Regions from separate parts of the Sus scrofa genome. Here region 1 is linked to region 2. A link is a contact called in public HiChIP or PLAC-seq data. All regions are on one chromosome and are shown on one strand. The core of a region is the stretch at or near the end of the contact, and the rest is flanking DNA. Distances in the headings are between cores, read along the strand shown. Region 1 has its middle 12 kb from the start of CAPZA2. Region 2 overlaps ST7 (suppression of tumorigenicity 7).

What was found. HiChIP or PLAC-seq counts read pairs in DNA pulled down with a chosen protein or histone mark.
Region 1: a contact with region 2 is called in an H3K27ac HiChIP or PLAC-seq map of alveolar macrophages. The contact joins two enhancer-like sites. A contact is called at or near these places in 1 of 5 promoter capture datasets (fetal liver), 2 of 47 Hi-C or Micro-C datasets (heart right ventricle and skeletal muscle) and 2 of 2 datasets of contacts at active chromatin or transcription factors (alveolar macrophages and skeletal muscle).

What each region holds. Positions count from the first base shown.
Region 1 is chr18:29,374,259-29,380,815 of Sscrofa11.1, forward strand. No RefSeq gene overlaps it. Among named protein-coding and RNA genes, the nearest start is that of CAPZA2, 12 kb to the left of the region's middle. Within about 2 kb of position 2,568, at least 11 of the 83 cell types and tissues checked have an H3K27ac peak or open chromatin away from gene starts, as enhancers often do. A contact at or near this core is called in alveolar macrophages, where this site is marked.
Region 2 is chr18:29,114,613-29,120,730 of Sscrofa11.1, forward strand. It overlaps ST7 (suppression of tumorigenicity 7), which reads right to left. Exons shown (of 15, transcript NM_001123198.1): 7 at 3,545-3,699; 8 at 1,266-1,363. Among named protein-coding and RNA genes, the nearest start is that of ST7, 170 kb to the right of the region's middle. Within about 2 kb of position 4,504, at least 13 of the 83 cell types and tissues checked have an H3K27ac peak or open chromatin away from gene starts, as enhancers often do. A contact at or near this core is called in alveolar macrophages, where this site is marked.

The DNA of each region.
Region 1 (6,557 bases), core at 1,318-3,817, 260 kb after region 2:
GCAGGTCTCTCAGCCTCCTAGAGATCAGACCGCCTTCCAAACCTGGAAAATCATTCCAGACTGGAGCAGGGATGCTCTGGCATATAGGTTATCTGCTCATCTCATCAATCCCTATTCTGTTCTTAGCCATTCATGTGACTCAACTCCTTTCCTGCTGCTGCAGCTACCATTTCCAAAGTTATAAATCAATCAACATACTCTGACACCTCCCTACCCCTCAAGGTGTCTGAAAAAGCAAAAATAAATTTAAAAATAAGCCAAAGAGGATGTGGTTGGAGGAAGACAAGTGCCACTCCTTTGTCTCCACTTCTCCAAGGGGTTGCTGGTTACTCAAGGTTTTGCTCCCTCAAAATCCCATTGGTTAATTATTCTCTGTGTCTCCAGTTCAAGGTAGCAGGGAGTACCTGACTGGTGGTATCTGTCATCTCTTCTGGGTTAAAGGTCTCATTCCAAATGGCCTCTTTTTCTAAAGGAGACATTTCTGGCCAGATAGCAGTCAAAATATTATTTCTGGTTGTGTCAGTGAAGGGCCCCTGGAAGAGATGAGCATTTGAATCAGTAGACTAGGTAAAGCTCTCCCTTGCTAATGCAGGTGGGTATCATTCAATGCATTGAGGGCCTAAACAGGACAAAAAGGGAAAGGGGAGGAAGGGCAAACTCTCTCCATGATTGGGCCGAGACATCCATCTTTTTTTTCTTTTTTTCTTTTTAGGGCTGCACCCACCTATATAGGGGTTAAATCAGAGCTACAGTCGCTGGCCTACACCACAACCACAGCAACGTGGAATCAGAGCTGAGTCTGCACCTACACCACAGCTCATGGTAACACTGGATCCTTAGCCGACTGAGTGAGGCCAGGGGTCAAACCCGCAACCTCATGGTCCCCAGTTGGATTTGTTTCCGCTGCGCCTTGACAGGAACTCCAAGACATCCATCTTTTGCCCTTGGATATTTGGGCATTCAGACGCAGAGTCAAATACCACTGCCCCTCTTCCCCTTCCACTGAGGCATTTGGACTGAATTACACCACAGGCTGGCCTGGTTCTCTAACTTACATTTGGCAGATCAGCAGATGGTGGGACTTCTTGGCCTCCATAACCACATAAACCAATTGGTATAATAAATAAATATATATATATGTGTATATATAAAATATATCTATGTAGTCCATTGGTACTGATTCTCTGGGAACCCTAATACAGTAACATTTAAAAGTTCCTTTCATTGATAAAGGATAATGGTGATTTTCCTCTTGGATAATAATCAACTTTTTATTATTTTGTTTTTTTGCTTTTTTAGGGCCACACCAACGGCATATGGAAGTTCCCAGGCAAGGGGTTGAATCGGAGCTGCAGCTGTCAGCCTACGCCACAGCCACAGCCATATCTGTAGCCTATACCACAGCTCATGGCAATGCCGGATCCCCAATCCCCAATGCCAGGGATTGAACCTGCATCCTCATGTATATGACTCAGATTCATTTCTGCTGCACCACAAAGGGAACTCCATTTTTTGTTTTTAATCACATACAAGGCTTATTCTTTAAAATGTAATAGTAATTCTTTAGTTTTCTAGTACCATTCTGTTAAAGTAATTCCTAGGATTAGACTTCTGATTAAATCCAGTACTCATGAGATGCAAAGAATGTATAAAGTTGCAAGGCATATTTTAATCAAGTTTGGTCTTCCCTTGCCCCTAGCCATCTTATCCTAGAGTTAAAAAGAAAGCTTAAGATTCACTTTCACTTCTCTTGAAAAGATGGTGATGAGTGCAAAAGAAAGAAAAAAAAGTACTTGAACATTTGCATAATTTAAGTTGTGTAAACAAACCCTGGAATGTTCACATCTTCTACTTAAGCAAAATACTAAATTTATTTTTAATTTTAGTGAAGAAATAAGAATATATTTAAAAAGTTATGAAACTCATATTGGCGCCAGATTAAGCAAGCACTGTAAATTAAGGCAACAGCTTCACTGTGTTGAAGCATCTTGCAGTTTGCTTGTGTAACCGGGACTGCTCTGGGGACCAAGGCAATAGTTCGCCTGAACAGCCTCAGAAGAATTTGCTGCAACTTAATTTTGTATGCAAATCAAACAGGCAAACTCAGCAGATCTGAGATGGGAACAAACAATTATATTTCTACCCTTACAAGTCACAAGGAGGTTACATTTCAAAAATATTATTCTGCATTTTACTGTGCTTATTTTTCCATATAAAAGCCTTTTGTGAGGTAAACAGAGAATGTTGAGGAAGCTGAGACTCTATGTAATTAGAATTTTCTTCTGGATTTTTTGACTGCAAATTCAAAATTGTTTTCACTTGAGTCTAGAGCCTACTGGGAGACAAGAAAGGCCTTCTGAAGCTTTCTCTGGCTGGGCAGGAGGAGGCTGAAGCCAGGGGTGTGAGACTGTGGGGGTACAGAGAGGAGAGAAAATCAAGCAGAAAGAGGGAAAGACGAGTTCTTTTTTTTTCCCTTCTGTGGCTCACAGAAAATGGGAAACTGCAGGGGAACCAGAACCTCTGTGGTTAAAGGAAGTGAGTGCAGGCAGAAACATCAGTAGCCTGAAAGATCTTTAACCCTAACTTGACACAAGTCCCAGAGACCAGGAAATCCATGCCCAAGCCTTGGGAGAGGTGTCTGTACACAAATCCACAATGCAGAGTGAAGGGTGGTGGGGCACTGGAAGCAACATGACTGAAATGAAGAGTTGGTGAAGCATTGGAGAGAATACCCAGTTGTGTTTTAAAATGCTCTTACAATATTTTTCTCTAAAAGTGCTATAAAAGGAAATAAACTGGAATGAGATGGTAACTAGGGGAGACTACTCAGGTGGCCAGGGAAAGCCTCTCTGAGGAATGGCGTATGAGCTGAGGCCTGATGGGTGAAAATCTGCCAGCCAAGTAAATGGAGATGCAAAGCAGGAAGAGGGAAAGAAACACAAGGGGAAGAAATGGGTCAGTGCTGGTTTGCACTCTAATAGCACCACGTAGTCTTGCTTCGTAGCTTACTGTACAAGAGGAAGGGTGAACAGCTATAATCATGTTGGAGAAACGTGTTAGAGAAATGGGTAGAATTCAATTTACAGGGACCAAAACATGTAATAAGGTCCCTTATGACCTTGTCTTAGTCAACAGTTAATGATATTTTCTTATCCCTTACCTTGCTTGATTTGTACCAAACATACTTCTGACACCTTCTTTCAAATTCTCCTTTCCCAAACACTGCTTTGTCTTATAAGGAGCCTTAAAAATGATCTATATCGGCTGTTTCCAAAGCTGATGGCAATTCAGAATTACTTGAGGGGGAAGTTCCTAGGTAGCCCAGTGGGTTAAAGATCCAGCGTCAACACTGCTGTGGCACAGGTTCTACCTCTGGCCCCTGGGAAGTTTCACCTGCGGTGGGCGTGGCAAAAAAAGCTAGCGCGAACAAGCAAGAGAGAATTGCCTGGGGGATCTTGTTACAGATTCTTCAGGTCATGGGTGGAGGGCAGGCATTTGCATTTTGATTCAGATGCAGGTTTAGTACCCTGATCTTGATCTGTAATTTCCAAATGATTCAGCAAAACATTAGTTCTAGGAGATGTTATCAGCACTCCAAGAATAAAGATTCACTTGTCAAATAAGCCTGAGAGACTTAGATTCTTTTCTCAGCATTTCATTAACCAGCCTAGGACAAAGGTTCTAGGATATACTGAAGTGCCTAACAGTTAAATAATAGAATCATATTAGATACTTTTTTTTTTTTTTTTTGTCTTTTTGCTATTTCTTTGGGCCGCTCCCGCGGCATATGGAGGTTCCCAGGCTAGGGTCGAATCGGAGCTGTTGCACCGCTACGCCAGAGCCACAGCAATCCGAGCCATGTCTGCAACCTACACCACTCACGGCAACGCGATCGTTACCCACTGAGCAGGGCAGGACCGAACCCGCAACCTCACGTTCTAGTCGGATTCGTTAACCACTGCGCCACGACGGGAACTCCCATATTAGATACTTTTTAACTTCACCCAGAAAGTTCTCCCTAAACAAAAGTATGGAAAACACTGATCTAGAAAAAGTCTTATTTTAATTTCCAAAAATACATGTGTGTGCATGTGTGTATTTATTATAATATAAATTCTATTAAGTGTAACTGGGGAAAATGCTTCTTCAGTTAGGAAAGCAGTCCCAAAGAAGGTATCTAGTCCTAGCTGCAGGTAAAGCTCTGACCAGCTCAGAGCCCATCCCAAATGCATTTCCCTCACTTCTGCTCTCATCCTTTCCCTGGCTCAGTCTAAAACCTCTATGCTGTCTCTCAAATTTATACTTCTACCTGTTAATAAAGCATGTCCACCTGGATGTCCTAGGCTTACTCTCTCTGATTCTGACTACCAATTTCAATTATTTTTTCCAACTACTAGGCAATTCTTCAATACTAGCTGAGTGTCTTGCCATTCAACTCAGCTCTGACAGTCTCTACCCAAAGATGGTATCAGATTCCAAAGGTTAAGTGTTTAGTCTTACAAGATACCCCCTGACCCCACCCCACACACCTCAATGCCAATTGCAATTCCAGGTTGTTACCCCTGGCTCTGACTGATTAGCCATAAATTAGAAGTTCCCACAACACTTTCCTTGAGTTCAATTATTCTGCATAGTAACTTAGGAAACCAGTTTACTCATTACATTACCAATTTATTAGAAAGGATATTAAAAAAAAAAAAATTAGGCGTTCCCGTCGTGGCGCAGTGGTTAATGAATCCGACTAGGAACGATGAGGTTGCGTGTTCTATCCCTGGCCTCACTCAATGGGTTAATGATCCGGCGTTGCCGTGAGCTGTGCTGTAGGTTGCAGATGCGGCTCGGATCCAGCGTTGCTGTGGCTCTGGCATAGGCCGGAGGCTACAGCTCCAATTTGACCCTTAGCCTGGGAACCTCCATATGCCGCGGGATCGGCCCAAGAAATGGCAAAAAGACGAAAAAAAAAAAAAAAAAAAAAAAAGAAAGGATATTAAAGGTTATGAATCAACAGCCAAATGAAGAATAAGTAGGGAGAGTTTCCAAAAAAAAAGGAGCTCTGTCCTTCTGGAGTTTGGGACCCAGTACCACCATGGCCCATGGTAGTGAGGCAGGAGATAGATGGGCTCAGGATAGACAACTGCAACGAACCTTGTATTTACACTTCCTGAGGCAGGAGATGGGTGGACTCTAGGATAGACATTTACAACCAGCCACCTATCTATACTACAGCAGGATAGATAGAAATAACAGCAGGCACAAGGCAAATAACTGGTACCTGTCTTCTGTGAACTTGTTAAACAATGGGGATGATAGGACCAGAAGAGGGGCTGAGCTCTGCTTGCGAAAAGGAACTAAGAGGTCACGTACTTCCCATCCTCAGGATCACTGAGACCCCAACTACACATGCGCAGAGAGACCCTCTGGGTCAAAAAGGGAGGGGGTAACCAGGCCACAATAAGCCTGGATTACCTTCTCACCATGCTTTGCTTTGGAATCCATCTTGGCCAAAAGATGCACATGCAGATCAGGGAAGGGCCCCAGATCTGGTCAGATGTGAAAGATAAAACAAGTTAATTGGCCAAAGACAGAAAAAACCCGGAAGAATTGTCCTACATAAGTAGTTTAAATCACCTTTCTGGTGTGCTCCTCATTCTGAGGGGGTGCTTGCACCCTCACTTCTCCTTTGGGTGTGTATTACTGCTTTACTTCTGCCTTAGCTCAATAGACTAATACTGTGTTTCTGTGCTCTCCCACATTGTTGTACTGTGTTTCTGACAATAAACTTTATACCTGTTTTTACAGTCTTTGCCTCCTTGAAACATTCTTACTTTCAACAGGGGGTAAGAATCAGGGCAATTCTACTTCTGGCCTCTAGCTGGTCTAGTGGCTAGGATTTCTTGTTTTCATCCAGGCTGCCCAGGTTCAATTCCTGAGCAGAAAACTAGGATCTCGCTTCAAGCCATCAGCCATTACTGCCTCTCTGAAATCATTTGGCCAAGAGCTTCAAGGTAGATTGCTGAAAATTCGGGAGTTCAATGTAAAGTCCAGGTCTTGCTCAGCTGCCTGTGGCTTGACACCTCCTCCTGGCTTTATCCTGACTCTTTCTCCTGCTGTCTTAAGTACTCCTTGCTCTCACTCTCTGCCTTGTTTCCTTTCTAAGACCCACAGGGCATAAACTGGGTCCACTCATTGTGTAACGGCTCCCCTTAAAGCTTAAGGGTGGCAGGGGTTAATTTCCAGGTCTTGCAGATCCAAGTAACACTTGGGTGGCAGGTGACGTTCTTGGGACCTTGTGGAAACCTGATTTCCAACCGTGCAGGAGCCCAAAGTGTCTCTCTCTCTTTGCTTCTCTCTCTCGGTCTCATATGGGGTCATCTTCTGCAGCTTTCCTTCCCACTTTGCTTGCACAGCAAGGTTTCTTTTTCATCTCATATTTTCATGCATTTTTGGGAAAGGATTTTCTGGATCTCACTCCTAAACTGAGGCCCCATAGCTGCAGGAGTTATTGCTGTCAGCATCAAAGGAAGTCCTTAAGTCCTTTTCAACTTTATCTTAGCAGC
Region 2 (6,118 bases), core at 3,254-5,753:
TAAATTCTTCCTTCAACCAAAAGAATTTGGTCTTAGAGCCCCGCTGCAGTGGCTTTGCCGAAGGAGCATCTATCACCCTTAGTCAAATTAGAATTATCTTGGAATCTCCCTTCTCTGCTCCTCTCCTCAGGTCTGGTGGCTACACTGCTGCATAATGAGTAGCCAGAACCCAAATCAGAAACAAGGGTCTCACTTGGGGCTTCACATTCTGCTAACTTGCAGAAATAACCAGAGGTGCAGCTGGAGTGCAGGTCCCTACCGCCAAAGAGTAACTGAGAATTACACAAATAACTGCCCTTCCAGGGACAAACTGGGGAAAGGCTCACTAGGTTTACACAGTCCAGTTCTCCAACTCAAAAGCTGAGAGCTGAGCAAGATGCCACTTTTATCTTACTCCTTGGTTCTTTCGTTTTTATAATGGGCAGTTACCTGTGTCTCCTAATTTAGGAAGATGTGGAAGAATTACATGTTAAAAAAGGTTTTCTGAGATTGTTTTTTAAAAGAAAATGGTTTATAAATACAATTCCTAGTGGTGTCCATTTCTTTATAAAAACTATTTTTTATTTAAAAAAATGTGGAAGTAAAAGTTCCTCAATTGGTTTCCCTTAAAACCACTGTTTTTATTTAAAGTTACATAATAATAACCTCCTTTGGTTCTCTTTTGTTTTAAAATTCACACCTATTTTCTCTCTTCTTCTGTTGACCACTCCTAAGAAAATATTCTGATTCAAGAACCTAGGAAAATACTTGAAATGACTACAAAAACATTAGATCATAATATCATTAAATTTGAGGGTAGCAATTTGACCCATAGTTTATTCAAATCTTCCTAACAACTAAACACAGAAAAGTCAGTCAGCTAAAATGGCTGATCTCATTCTTGGCTTCTGGCTACAGCTCCAAAGGTTTAATAATAGGGATATCTATGGAGATTTCTTTAATAGGCCAGTCTTTCTATTAAAAGCTTTTCATGCTTTATTTAATTTAATCTTGACAACAATCCTAAGTAGTAATCATTATTATTAATGCAGTGTTATTGTTAAAGTTACTGTTATCCCCATTTTACGGATGAGGAAACAGGGCACAGAGAAGCTGAGTAACTTTTCCAAGACCACTCATTTACTAAGTTGGGAGCTAGAGCAGAACCCCAGCCCCATGGGACTACCACACCATCAGTGGTACCATGTGCTATGGCCATTCAGTGGGCTCCTCCTTCTCTAAGTCAGGTGCATTGCCACTGTTTCCAAACACAAATTCAAACTCACATCTCTCATCATTTTCACTGCTTCCCTGGTCCTCCCAAGTCTTCTGGCACACATTGCTAGCCTTCTTTTGATGTAGACCAAGACGTTGGTGTCTCGTCCTGAAGAGGGAGATATAAAATACCAGAACTTAACAAAACAAGAGCTTTCTGCAGAGCATCAAGAAAAAATACAGAGGTGCATTTTTTTAGGCTCTTCAAGGAAAACCTCAGAGAGAACAATCTGCTCCCTTGATGTTTTCTTACTGCCAGGAGCACTGACAACTGTGCTAACAGCAGAGTACATACAGAGTAGAGTCAAAGTGCTTAGACTTGCAAAGGTCAACTCATGTGACTGATTATTAATCCATGCTTTTGAGTCACGATGTTGAATATGTGATAAACAAAATCATCTGCCACAAAGTGCTGGGAAAATGACTGTACCCACATTGCATGTGGTTTACAAGCAAGAACACATTCTTCTAGTGTGCATGCTTTTGGGGAAGATGCAAAGAGGTGACTCTCAGGTTGCATCCTGATGAACCATTTTTTTTTCCTTCTTGACATTAAGTTTGGAGAAGCCTCATCTTGAACTTCTGTTTTACATTATTCCTTCCCTAACACTAGTGACATCATAATCATCTCCAGGTCCCCAAAGCAGTCGATTTTAGATGGCAAAATAACACATTCCAGATATGACAATAGACTATGCAACAAAATGAAAACTACCCTAGTGTTAGAGAAGGCATTGACAGGCCAAATAGTTGTAATAATAGTCACTTCAATGACTCTAAAAAAGTACATTAACAACTTCTCATCTTAATCTCTTATTTAATTATATGTCTTTTTGGATATGTTTCCAGACCAGTGAGAACATGCTTGTGCTTAATCCTCAATAAAATTACCATGTTTTAGAAAAATATGACACACCTGTTATAGATTAAGTATATGTATAATATGCAGCTATTAAAAGATGTTAAGACCAAAGTCCTAACATTTCAAGTTTTAAACAATGAGAACAAGATGTGGCTGAAAATTTGCCAAGTACCTTCAAATTATTTTAAAGATGTGATTATATTTTTTGGATAGAGCTAGACAACAGGTTAAAAGGATTTTATTTACAGAATAAAAGAAATAAAGAAAACTTCTTAAGTTATATATTATGTAATTTTATGTATTAATATTCATTTAGTTAAAATAGACATTTACTATACATGTCTTCAAAATTTATTGTGTTGTACATAATCTTTTCAAAAAAGTAAGATACAGATGGTGATTACAGACTTGATTAACATATAAACTACTACAGAATAAAAATAAAAACCTGTGTATTGATGGGTTGTGAGGACAGACATATAGATGGGCTACGGTGCAAAGATCTCACTGTACCTTAGTCACAGGGAGTAAGGCACTCAGTTTCTGCACCAAATCCAAGTTTAATACTAATATTCAATTTTATACTCTCAAATATGAAGATACACTCCTACTCTCCAAGATGCATGAGAGAGAAATGATTTGAGAGAAATTCCACTTTAAGGAAACAGCTGAAGTTTGCTTAAATAATAAAAACATTCCCTCTCACAAGAATCACTAAATTTTTGCTTAAACTACCAACAAACTGACAAGTCAAAGCTCAGGGAATTCCAGAAATTATTTTGTTGTCTTGTTTTTATACCATTCCCCCCAAATATAACTTTCAGTTTAGTATACTAAAGTGAAAGGTCTCATTTTAAAGAGTTTTGCTAAATAAAATAAGCCGTTATTTTAAATATAAAAAAATAATTAGAAACTTATGGCTTTTACTCTCTGGAAGCAAACACCAGTGCTTCCTAAATAATTGCAAAAGACAATCTGAGATAATCAACAATAATTGTTATATTCTTAGCTGTCCTACTTCAACCTGTGCTGTAGAAAATCCATAAGATAAAACTTTTCATAGCATTAACACTAATTTAAGTCCTGTTTCCCAATTAGGACTTAAAATTATGGGGTAAATAAGCAACAGATAAACAAAAATATGTAAGAATTCTGAGGCGGAAAAAGATTACCATTAAAGGTTATTACCATTTATTTCTGGAGTTAAGAATCTACACAGGAAAGAAAACATGAGCAGTAATGAAGCTATAAGTTAATTATGGACTGTGTTCTTATGGGGAGGAAAAATTAATTAAAAAAAGAAAAGCAAAAACCAATACTTATTCTAATCTAGGGGAAAATCACATTTTGAACTGGCCTGAACATTTTCTCTGACTAATCATGTTAAAATTCTGATCCCCCAACATGTCAACCTAGAGGAAACCTTACTATGTTGGGCTTCATACTGGGATCCATGATGCTGTAGCTGCTGAGAACGCCGGTAACAGCCATCTCCAGCTTTCAGAGCCTGCTTAAACAGCTTTTCTGCTTCAGCAATTGTTGTTGCTTCCTCTTCCGCCAAGAGAATATAAGCAGTTGCACACCTGTCCATTCAGATAATAGCTGCCATCAATGACAAATCCAAGGACATTGTAATAGCTGCAGGAGTGCATGCAGAAGGGCAGGAGTTATGCCAAAACATGCAGAGTGGCCAACTGGTTCATGCATCCCTGTTTGTCGTTTTGACACAAAATAATGGTGCAAAAGAAACGTCTGTATTTTAGCTTGAGAGATAAGATGAGTAGTGTTAGGAGCATGGGGCTCACATGTGGACTCCGCCCCTTATTAGTGTGTCACTTTGGGCAAGTTATTACTCTGCCTCCCTGATGGAGATCAACATGGAATCTATTTTTCACAGTGTTGTTGTGAAGGTTAAGTAAGGTGATGCATGAAAAGTGCTCAGTACAGTAGTAGCCAGCATGTGGTCCATGCTCAATAATGTCAGCTAACAATGGCAATGATAATAGCTGTTATTAAACATCTCCTTCTGACACTCAAAGTTAGAGATACCATAAAGTTTACTTCTATTTATTAAACACAGATTCTCTTTAAGGATTTCTTCAGAATGAGAAATTCATTAAAGCAAGTAAGTTATTCATTTAAAAGCAGTGCTTCAACATCTCGTTATAGTTAGCACTGGTTATCTGTCAGAGAAGAATACTGGAAGAACCTACAGGCAGAGTTATTTCTAAAGAGCTCAAAATCAAAAGTAGCAAGCAAGAGTTAAATCTCACACCTTTAACAATAAAAGCTATCACCTGTTGCTTAGTATATATTAAGCACTGTACCAGGCACTTAACATATATCATCTCATTTAATCCTTTCAACAACTTCTTAATGTAGGAAGTCAGAGAGGAAAAACAATCAACCAACGAACAAGGGGAACTCTTTGAAAATTTAAACCTTCCAAATCATAGAACAACAACCCAACTGTCAAAGAAAGGACTATAATAAGGAAACGGTGAAGCCAGAGCAGACCACACAGGTCCTGATCTGTACAGATCCCTTGGCTTGCTTTCTCCGCTGCCTCTCTTATGGTCATTTCCATATTTATCAGAACCTCCATTAGACCACAAGAGAGAAAACAAACAGAAAGTGAAACCAAATGTTACTTTTACTACAACCGAATGTTACTTTTACTGCAATAGCCAGCTAGGAAAAGGAGGCTGAATTTACAGCTAAAGTGAGATTTGGGGTTACTAGTTAATCTTAGCCATGAGGAGGGGTCTTAAAAGTTTCTTAGGCAATCCTTCTGATTTCAGGCAGGACTGGTCAATAGAGCTTTAAACTGAAAGCAGTGAGATAGGGAGGAAAATGCCCAGAAAAAAAGCTGTAAAACCAATCACTGTGGAGGGCAGTAGCCATGGCTTGGAAAGAAAAATGATGCCGAAACTGCCCGGTGATTCACTAGAGAAAAAAAGTGGGTTGGGTATCAAGAAGCAATACTTAAGGCTTCAGGTGCAGACACATAAATATGGGTCCAGGGAAATGAAGTGAAAATTGAGATTATAGTACTGAGTGGTGGACATAGCATCAGAGGAATTAGCTACACAATTACAGTTGGTGGACTGGGAACTGAAGACAGGTTGGGGTAGCTTGCTTGCTTTGTTTATATTACAAATAGCATTCATAGGAGGAGAGGCAGAGTAGCACTACTGGCCAAGAAAACATACATCTATGTGGAAACTCATGAGTCTGGGGTAGAAACATGCTAAGAGCTTATGAGTGAAGGAGAAAGGAAAGAGCAATAGAAGTGCTAATGGTTGGGGGCGGGGTACAGAACAGACTGCTCAGCTCAATGGAAGATATAGATGATGCATCCTTGTCACAACACAATACACATACAGAAGCCAGAAAGTATGGTGATGGGGTGTCAACCATCCAGATGTCTGCTAGAAGTCTCATTTGGTTAAAAGTAGGGCCCCCAACAGGTTCTCGACTTACTTTGGTAATAATTTTATCTCCCAGATGGTAGAGGAAGCAATTAGGGGAACTTCAACTCTGGACCTAATTCTGACCAAGAAGAAAAAAATAGTTGGTGAAATGAAAATTGATAGGAACATTCAGAGAGAGTTACTATGTCATTTTGGAGTTCAGGATAATCAAAGAAGGTAAGGTGGACTTCAAAAAATTCAAAGAAAAGAGGAATGATTCAATGGCATGAGACTCAGAAGGAAAAATGGTTTGAGAGGGTTGAGCAACTTCCAAATGTCTAATCATAACTACAATCATAAATGACCCTCTCAGGAAGAAAAGAGGGGTGACATTTAAGTTACCACTATGGCTGTACAGAGATCTCTCACAAGGTTTCTCTAAAGGACATGTAAAAAAAGACAGAAAGAGGGCATGTAATGAAGGACTGTAAGAGAGTGAAATGAGCTTATAAGAGTAATGTCGGGAGAGCTACAACCCCAAATTAGCAGAAGCTTACAAAACAAAACAAAGACAAACAAAAAAATGCTA